2 separate regions of the Gossypium hirsutum genome follow, and region 1 is linked to region 2. The links are chromatin contacts, called in public Hi-C maps. All regions are on one chromosome and are shown on one strand. The core of a region is the stretch at or near the end of the contact, and the rest is flanking DNA. Distances in the headings are between cores, read along the strand shown.

Region 1 (4,492 bases), core at 1,813-4,312, 160 kb before region 2:
TGGGTAAGTAAAGTTCGACATGCACATGGGCTCAAACTTTCACAAACCAAAACCCTTAACCAATAACTCTACTTGACTTTGTATTTCAGCACCGTGTTGGCGGCATTTGTTAAGCTAGCAAAATTTGTCAAGAAGCACCAAGTACCAAATCAATAGCATGTTGAATGCTTCTCATGGGTGGCAAGCCTTAGGGCACATCACCACTAACTAAGACAAGTTCACTCAAAAAATGTTGAATTTTTCAAGCTTGTTTGGGTGCTTCTTCAATTTGGTAACTAGTCACAACTTTACTCACCAAGGCACACACTAAATTTGATCATCCAAGCTCAAATTGTACAGCAAGTAAAAACCCACTAATTTTACTACTTTTTGAAGCTTTAGTAGCTAATTTTGCATCTTTAAAAGGATGAAATGTGCACTTTTTACCATCCCTATAAAAGGACTAAGTATTTGGCTTAGCATGATATAACCAAGGCCTCTCCACAAGAATGAGAACCATAGTCATAAGAACATCACAAAGCTTCTTTATCTATATTATTTCTCACGACAAACTTAGCTAAACATCTAGATGTGACAAATATTTCGTGACCTTTGGCAATAAATTTTGTAGGGATAAATATGTTTTTCTAAGGGCAACTTCAACTTATATATCGCACCATTAAAAATGACATTCTCCATGCTACCTCCATCAATAACCAAATCACTAACCTTTCCACCATAATGTACTTTAGTTTGAAAAAATCTATGTCGCCTCCAATCCTCCTCTATACCTTTCGATGTTGTTGTCGATACTCTAGAAACAATCAAAGATTCTCCTAGAACTAGATACACATCAATTTTAGGAGAGATCTGCCTGAGACAAGTCTAGGGGAGTTTAATAGCAAGCCAATGGTAATCAATGGTGAGAAATTAGTAAGGTAAATACTAGCTTAGATTTAGGATTAGAATTAGGATTAGGATTAGAAGCTCTCAAAGAATTTCTAAGATGTGATGTAGTTCTTGAGGAAGTTTAGAGAACCCCTTAATGGAAGAGGTAAAAAAGCAAGATAATGTTGAATAATGTCTAGAGGAGTGTGTGTATTAGAGACCACCCAGTTCCACTATAGATGAGAAAAAGAATGAAAACCAAGAAGGTTTAGTGAAGCAAATGAAAAAGGAATCATGTGGGGGGCGCATAGTTTCAACGCTAATACAGTATTCTCCACCACCATTTCCCAAAATATGAAAAAGAAGTTTCAAGATAGGAATTTAGAGAATTCTTAGTGATATTCAAGAATTGCATATCAACTTGTCTTTTCTTAAGACTTTGGAGAATATGCCTGACACGAGCTTTTATAATATTTTATTATTTCAGTTTTATTTCATAATATTTATTTTAAGTACTAGATATATGATAGACAACTAGTGTTATTAGTTACATTTAGGATTTAAAGCTAAGGCTAGTAATAAAACTTTATTTGCAAGAAATCCCAGTAACTTTACTTGAAAGAAAGAAAGCCTATATAAATAAGTTGTAATCTTTACGGCCATTATTATTCTTCTTATTATTTTCCTTGAATTAATAGAAAAACTAGAGGTTATCCTTAAGTTTTCTAGAATTCCATCTTTCCTATTCGTTTGTTGAGCCCTAATTCTTTAATTGTTGCTGTTTTCTCCCCTAAGGCCTAAACCACATCAATGCCTCAATATGCAAAGTCCATAAAAGAGATTATCTCTGAGAAGAAGAAAAAAAATTCAAGGGGAGGAAAAAACTCAAGCTTGGTTAGAGGTCCTGAAAGTAGAAATCTTTGCTATTTACAGAGGATCGAGTTTAGCGTTGGTACATGGTTGCAGGCAATTGATTGTTGAGTCAAATTCATTATTGGCATTCCAAAAGATTTTACAACCACTTCATAACAATGATCCTCTTTATCAACTAATCTAACTAATCTATGGTGACTAGCCTTGTTAACATTGTATTTATATAGAGGCAAATACATGCGCAGATTTTCCAACTTTTTCAAGTCGTAATGTTGATGATGAGGTTACTAACTTAAATGGCCCACTGTTGATATCATAAAACTTCTAAAAGATGATTTTGTTAGGTATGACACTAGAGCATGTCTTGCTAAAGTGAGTATCCTTTGCTTATATATATCAGAAAGATAAGTCATGTATAACATGCATCTAGGAGGGTATAAAGAGCGAGAATCTGAGACGGAAAAATGTTCTAACATACAGAAAGAACAAACTTGCCGAATAGCAGACACTCCTTTGTCAGTTCGGCCAGCAACCACAGCACAACCTTCGAGTGGTTTAGATTTTTCTTTCAAAAGTCGTGCTTTCTTGTCATCAACGAATCTCCCAAGAGATTTTTCAACTATTCTGTAGAGTGCATTCAAGCAAGGGTTAGAATACAAGTCAGTTCACAGGAAAATTAAATAAATAAACTTACTCCTGTACAGTGTTCAAACCAGGCTGCTTCTGCCATCCATCAAAGGCATATCCACTGTATGAAAGAATTATCTTGAATGTTACCCTTTCCCATCTACCACACCTTTCTTCCTTCTCATCACAAACCTCTGATGTTTTATAATCATCATCAACAACATCAATACATGTCTGGCATCAAAAACCTTTGTTGAATAAATACAAGTAACACGCCCCAAATTTATTGAATAATGAGTTAATTCAATAGGAAAGAAACAGACGGATACCTGAGGGCTATTGTCAGTGCCAAACATGGTGGATAAGGTTAAGCGGGCGTTGACCACATTGGAAAAGAAATGCAGAACATCCTGCCAAGGTCGCTCATACATGAATTGATAGCTCTCCCTGGCAGTCCACCTCGCAGAATTGCAAGAATCCGTATGGTTATAGTGAAAATAAATCTTGTTTTTCGTTTGGTTTTCCATGGATGACAGTGATACCAAGTCTCTGAATCTCCCCAGCCTTTTCTCTTTGCCGATAAAAGTTGCCACCGATTTTACGGTAAAGGATGTCACCATGTACCCTCTGTCTCCCTCCGATATCCCAGCCCTATTTCACTACCCGATCCAACAAAATTTTGATTAACCGGGTTTGGGTATGATTACCTTTAAAATATTTAAAAAAAAAAAACAGTGATCTTATAGTTTTATCTATATTTTTTTTTCAAATTCTATCAATATACCAATATTTTAGTTTATCTTTTTAAATACAATATTTGTTAGATAAAAATTAAAATTAAGATTTTTTTTAATTTTTTAATTTTTCAAATATAATATCATTTTAAATAGATAATTCTATTTATAAAATAAAGATTTGGTCATTTGAAACTAATTAATAAAATTAAAATTTATTTTTTTGATAAATTAAATCATGTAAAAATTGTCTTGAAATCAATATTGTATGAGAAAATTAGAAATTGGTTAAAATAATAAATAATTGATAATGATAGATTTTTACTTTAAATTTTTAATTTTGATAAGTTAATTTGTAATATATATATTTTTTATAGTCTTTTCATGATACCACAAATTTTCTTATTTATAATTAATGAAATATAAATAAATTCAGTGAAAAATTACAATCATATTTTAAGATAATATTTATTTCTAAAAATTGTTAAAATAAAAGATATTTCAAAAAACAGGGCATGTTTTCATGAATAATTAAAATATTTAATTTGGTGGTCATGTTAAAATAGTAAGTTTATCAGATATTCAATTAAATAATTAATTTTTCATTTTGAAATAATTTTTATTCATTGAATTTTTTTTGAGAGAGAAGTAAGTTTTGATCAACACTATAAAATATTTTATTATTTTTATACTGTGATGATAATAAGATAAATTTGTATTTTTAATATATTTATTTTTGACTAATTATCAAATGAAATGTTATTAAATTTAGATTTTTCTTATCAAGAATGAAGTTGGTATACTGAATTCAAACTCTTAAAAAAATAGGATTAAATTGGAACAAAAAGCAAAGAGGAGGGCTTGATTGAAAGATTAAAGATTCAAGGATGACTGGATAAAGATTGAAGGGTTGAAGATTTCTTTTAAAAAGTGGTTGGCTGGATAAAGATTAATGAATTTTTTATATTGTTACAACACTGTAATTAGTTTAAATTTAGTCTCTAATTTAAATTTGATTTTAAAATTTTGAATTATTTAGTGATAATATTTAGAATTATTTAATGATAATATTTAGAATTATTTAATTACAATATTTAGAAAAAATCTAACTAAATTTTAGCACTAAAAATATGTATTAATACCCAATGACTACAGTTAGTTAAACACACACTTTGCATTCACATTTAATAAATTCTCTCTGTTTTTTTTTCTCCCCTTTCATGTGCCATCTTCATCTTGCTACAGTTATTTTTGTTTCATTTTTTTTACTTTCAAACCTTTTGGTTTAATTACCTTTTAAGGCCCTTTCCCTTTCCACTTTCCATAATTCTATTTAAACCATTTATTATGATTCTTTTCATGATTAATTAAACCCTTTTTAGTTTTAGCTC
Region 2 (4,505 bases), core at 1,013-3,512:
ACATATATATGTGATAATAATGATATATGGATGATTATATCATTGAGTTGCATTGATTAATTCGGTCTATGTGATGGAAATGTCAAGAACATTTGTCTTTGATATGTGATGATCATGGTTTAAGCTCATATGGGAAAATAAAGTTTCATAGTATGAGAGTGTGGTATTGAAATATATATATTGGATTGAGAAATTGATTTGAATTGTGAACATGAAAGATTGTGAATTGAATAAAATGGAAATGGAGCTTTGAATTACATAAGTATCGGGTCTCGTAGGCCCTATTTGTTATGAATATAATATTTTGAGGATATGTTGTAAAGAATTATAAAAGCATGTTAAAAATTTGAAGAGTTTGAATGAAATTTTGTAACTCGGTTTAATACGTTTACATGTGTAAGTGTTCTAGTAATGCCTCATATCCTATTCTGGAGTTGAATACGGGTAAGGGGTGTTACAGCGGTAGTGGTGAATGCGATGATAGAGGAAGCAGTAGCAGTACAAAGATTAGCCCTAACTGCTGAATGATGATGGTGGACAGTGGTGACTACTTGACTGATGAACAATGATGGTGGATAAGTGGTGACTACCTAACTAGTGAACGACGATGGTGGTGGCTGGTGGGTGTTGGAGTGGAGAAGCCAAAGGTATATTGTTAGGGATTTAGAAATTAGTTGTTACTTTAGGGATTAGAAATTGGGGGCAGTCAGTTGAAGAGGAAATGAAAACTAAGGGTAGGGAAATAGGCAATTAGGCATTTGATTCAGGCCGGGCTTGGGACAAAAATTTATTACCCGAGGCCCAGCCCATTTAGAAAACGAGCCTCATTTTTTGCCCAAGCCCATTTTTCGTCCCTATATTTTTATCTAAAGCCTCCCACTTTTCGAGTGAGCTTTCGGGCTGGGCTGGATGGCCCAACCTATGATCAGGTCTAATCTCCATCATAATACATTTGAGGGGAAGCAAACCTTATTAGCCCCTCTCTCTCCTAGTTCAACTAGGAGATTGTTTTTCTATTAAATAGACATTAAATGCATTCTACTTAATCAACTACGGTTTTACTTCCTCTCACTGTAAATAGATGGAACCGGTAGGGCTAAAGATATAGCAAGTTATATACAACTTTGAGATATTGTTGTTTTGCCCGAAAATAGTAAGAATTTATTTTTAAGTATAAATTCTATTTTTCGAGAATAATAATTCTATAAGAGAGAGTTTTTACTTTCCCACTGAAAGTAAAGAAAATATTTTTTGCTTTTGTGTTTGATTCGAAAGTGTTCAAGTCCACACTCGAAGTAGTTCGTGATATGAGAATAGCGAAGAAAGCCGGTTGGTTGAAACCCGAGAACAATAAGGATCCGTCTAGCCTAAAACATCAATTTTAGAAAAAAAATTTATTACTATAAATATCACAAACCGACTCGACTTTCAAAATTTTGTTTTTTCACTGTGTAAGAAACTGATTTTTAAATCAGATTTTTTTCTAATAGGTTGTTAAAAGTCAATGGAGATCCATATAAGACTTTCTCCATATCTATCTCATAGTAAAATTGAAATAGAAATCGCTTCTCCCAAAGATATGTATTGTATCACCTCTTAACAAATGCTAAAAATTTGCCATAGTGTTCCACATCGCCTGGAAATGTACCACTCTTGTCGTTAAAAGACATCCAACCAGATCAAACACTTTAGGCGCTGACTCTTGCTCTCCATTTGTCGAAATCTGCGAAACATATTCCTCGCCAATTGATATACTAGGATCTACAATCCCATTATCCATTGAAACACAGTGGAAAAATAAACCAACATTGGCCACCGCACAACAAATTAGAAAGCCCTAAAAAAGTGCCACATAGAAGAAAACTAATGGTATGACTTGTAATAATTGAAAGTTAAATTTTTAAAAAATTAAATTTTTTTAACATACTAAAAATTAAAATCACATTTCTATTAATTAAATTCCTAAAAAAATTATTAATTTTCATCATATCAAAATTTACCTAAATATTAATTTTATCTTTTTTATATAAATTTTTATAAATATAACATTTACATATTTTATTTTCATGGGTAAATTACACTAAAAATCACTCAACTTTGGGGTAGCTAACAAAACAGTTGCTCAAGTTTCAATTCAGTCACTCAAATTTCAAAAAAATAACAAAATAGTCACCACTAACCATTTTTCGTTACAGACGTAACAAAGCTACCATTTTCCGTTACAAACTTAATGGAGCTGCCATTTTTCATCCCCCTATCACTGCTCTCCCATCCCTCTTCGTCTTCCCTACCATCCCTCCCCTACTCTAATTCTCTCTCCCTCTTCCCATTTTCCCTACCATCCCTCCTCCTACTCTGATTTTTTCCCTATTCCCCATTATCCCTTTGCTAACCCTCTTCTGTATGTTTGAAAAGTAAATCCAAATTCAGCGCAATTTTACCTATTTGCCAAATTCTATTCCTCTTTTACTCTTCCCAACTTCAGCGCAAAATTTAGCTTTCAATCTCTTTTAGACCACCCCCCCAAAAATCTCTTTGCCTTTTTTGATGAATTTCTCGATTAATGATCATCAGTAGAAGGTAATCCTTTCATGAACTTTTCTTCTTTTTCTTCAATACGATGATCAAAATAATTTGTTCAAGTTTTTGTAGCTTTACCATTATTCTTCCTTAGATTGTCAAACAATACAATAAAAGTTGAAAAATTCCCTTTTTAGATCTTGTTGAGGATTTTAATTGATTTTATAAGCCTTCACTGAATCTCGGTCGTGATTAGATATGAGATTCTAGAGCTTTGGAGGATTCTTAGGATATTTATATGATAATAGGTCATAAATTTTTAGTCCATCCCAATTTCTCAGTACTTCTTTGTTTGGTTAGTAAGAAGAAGGTAGGTGTTAAAACTTATAGCTTTTTAGGGTTATTTTTCCTAGTTGATCTGTGAGAGAAACTTGGTTTGATTGACCGCAACTAATTGAATCGGGTATATGAGGTTGGGTTTCTCTTTTATAGAATATTCCAACAATAGATAAATAATGGAACTTTAAGTTTGTTTTTCCTGCAAGAAAATGATAAATTGTAGGGTTTGGATTTCAGCTTAGATGGATGGTTTGAGTTTGGGATGCGGGTTTTTATCAAGTCTGAATGGAGGGTTGTTTGATCTTGAGCTATCCATTCAGAGAAAGCAGCATCCATAGAATCATATGGTCATGATGATTGGCCTTGAAAATGAGCATCGTTCCACTGGATTAACGGAAGTAAAAAGCTCAAGCTAGAAAGGTTTTTCGATGAATTTTAGTAAAGAGAAGGGAGTTAGTCCGGTGATTGATATAACTGATAGAAGCGTGAGTGTAGAAGATGAACCAAGTTGTAGCAAAATTGGAAATGGTGAGAAGTGCAACGGCAAGAATGGATGGCCCTGGAAGAGAATGAAATGGAAGGACAATGTGGTTAGGCTTCTAATAACAGTGGTAGTGGGGAAGAGGGGGAGAGGGAGAGAGAATCATAGTAGGGGAAGGATGGTGGGAAAGAGGGAGAGGGATGGGAGAGCAGTGATACAGGGTGGAAAATGGCATCTTCGTTTAATAGAAAATGGTTCGTGGTGACTGTTTTGTTAACTAACCTAAAATTGAGTGACTGTTGGTGCAATTTACGCTATTTTCATTTATGGAGTAGTGATTTTATTTAACTTGACATCATCTTTAGTCACTCATGAGTGACATATATATTTGAGAGTTTATAACCTATTCATTAAAAAATTAAAAATAGATATATTTATTAAAAATTGATATAATATTTTATAATATTTTTTTGGAAATTATCAGACGGGTAATTAGTTGATAAAAAAGAAACACAAAAGAAACTTACCAGGTAGGTCCACAAAACAATGAAGCCCATAGAACAAGTCTAAACATTCGGGCTTGAACAAGGCCTACCGAAAAAAGCAAAAACAGAAAAACAAAATAAAAATACAGAGAACACCCTCGTCTGATTCATAGCTGGCACCCACTAGATGTCATCATTTTTAATACCAAAGGTTCCAGTCCCCAGGAAGTAGTTTCCAAAAACCAACAGACCATAATTTACTTCCTTAATCTCATCCCAAAACCGAAATGCCTTCATTAGCCAATCTTCAATCTGGTTCTCTCCTTCTACACGAACCAACTTTCGTTGCGTCTTGCTCAGGCAGTTCGTCCAGAAGTTAAGTTCGTGACCCATTTCTCATCGCTTCCCTATCTAGTTCGTGAGCCATTATGTTCGCTGATCTTGGAATGTGTTTAAATAATAGCTGATGAAAGAATCATTTTTGACATTGTATGTTCCTTATCAAAGCCCCTATCAATGATCTATCCACCAGATCTGACTTACTTTTCTTTATAACTGATGTTGAATCCCCTTCAATTATTACTGATGTAAATCCCTTTTGTTTCCCCAGTAAACTGCTTGGGGACACACATGTGCCTCTACTACAAACAAAGAAGCAACTGCCCTATGTACCACTGCTT

What was found. A called contact is a pair of places that touch in the nucleus more often than the background predicts.
Region 1: a contact with region 2 is called in a Hi-C map of leaf, with 1.7 times the contacts expected there. The contact joins the promoter of LOC107899360 here to the promoter of LOC107912975 in region 2. A contact is called at or near these places in 13 of 34 Hi-C or Micro-C datasets (anther, callus, fibers and 4 more).

Annotation. Positions count from the first base shown.
Region 1 is chrD04:22,229,304-22,233,795 of Gossypium_hirsutum_v2.1, reverse strand. It overlaps LOC107899360 (tRNA pseudouridine synthase A), which reads right to left and starts at 3,062. Exons shown (of 8, transcript XM_016825052.2): 1 at 2,697-3,062; 2 at 2,435-2,601; 3 at 2,219-2,364. The coding sequence starts at 2,987.
Region 2 is chrD04:22,064,438-22,068,942 of Gossypium_hirsutum_v2.1, reverse strand. LOC107912975 (autophagy-related protein 18b) reads left to right here and starts at 2,262. Exons shown (of 12, transcript XM_016841373.2): 1 at 2,262-2,580.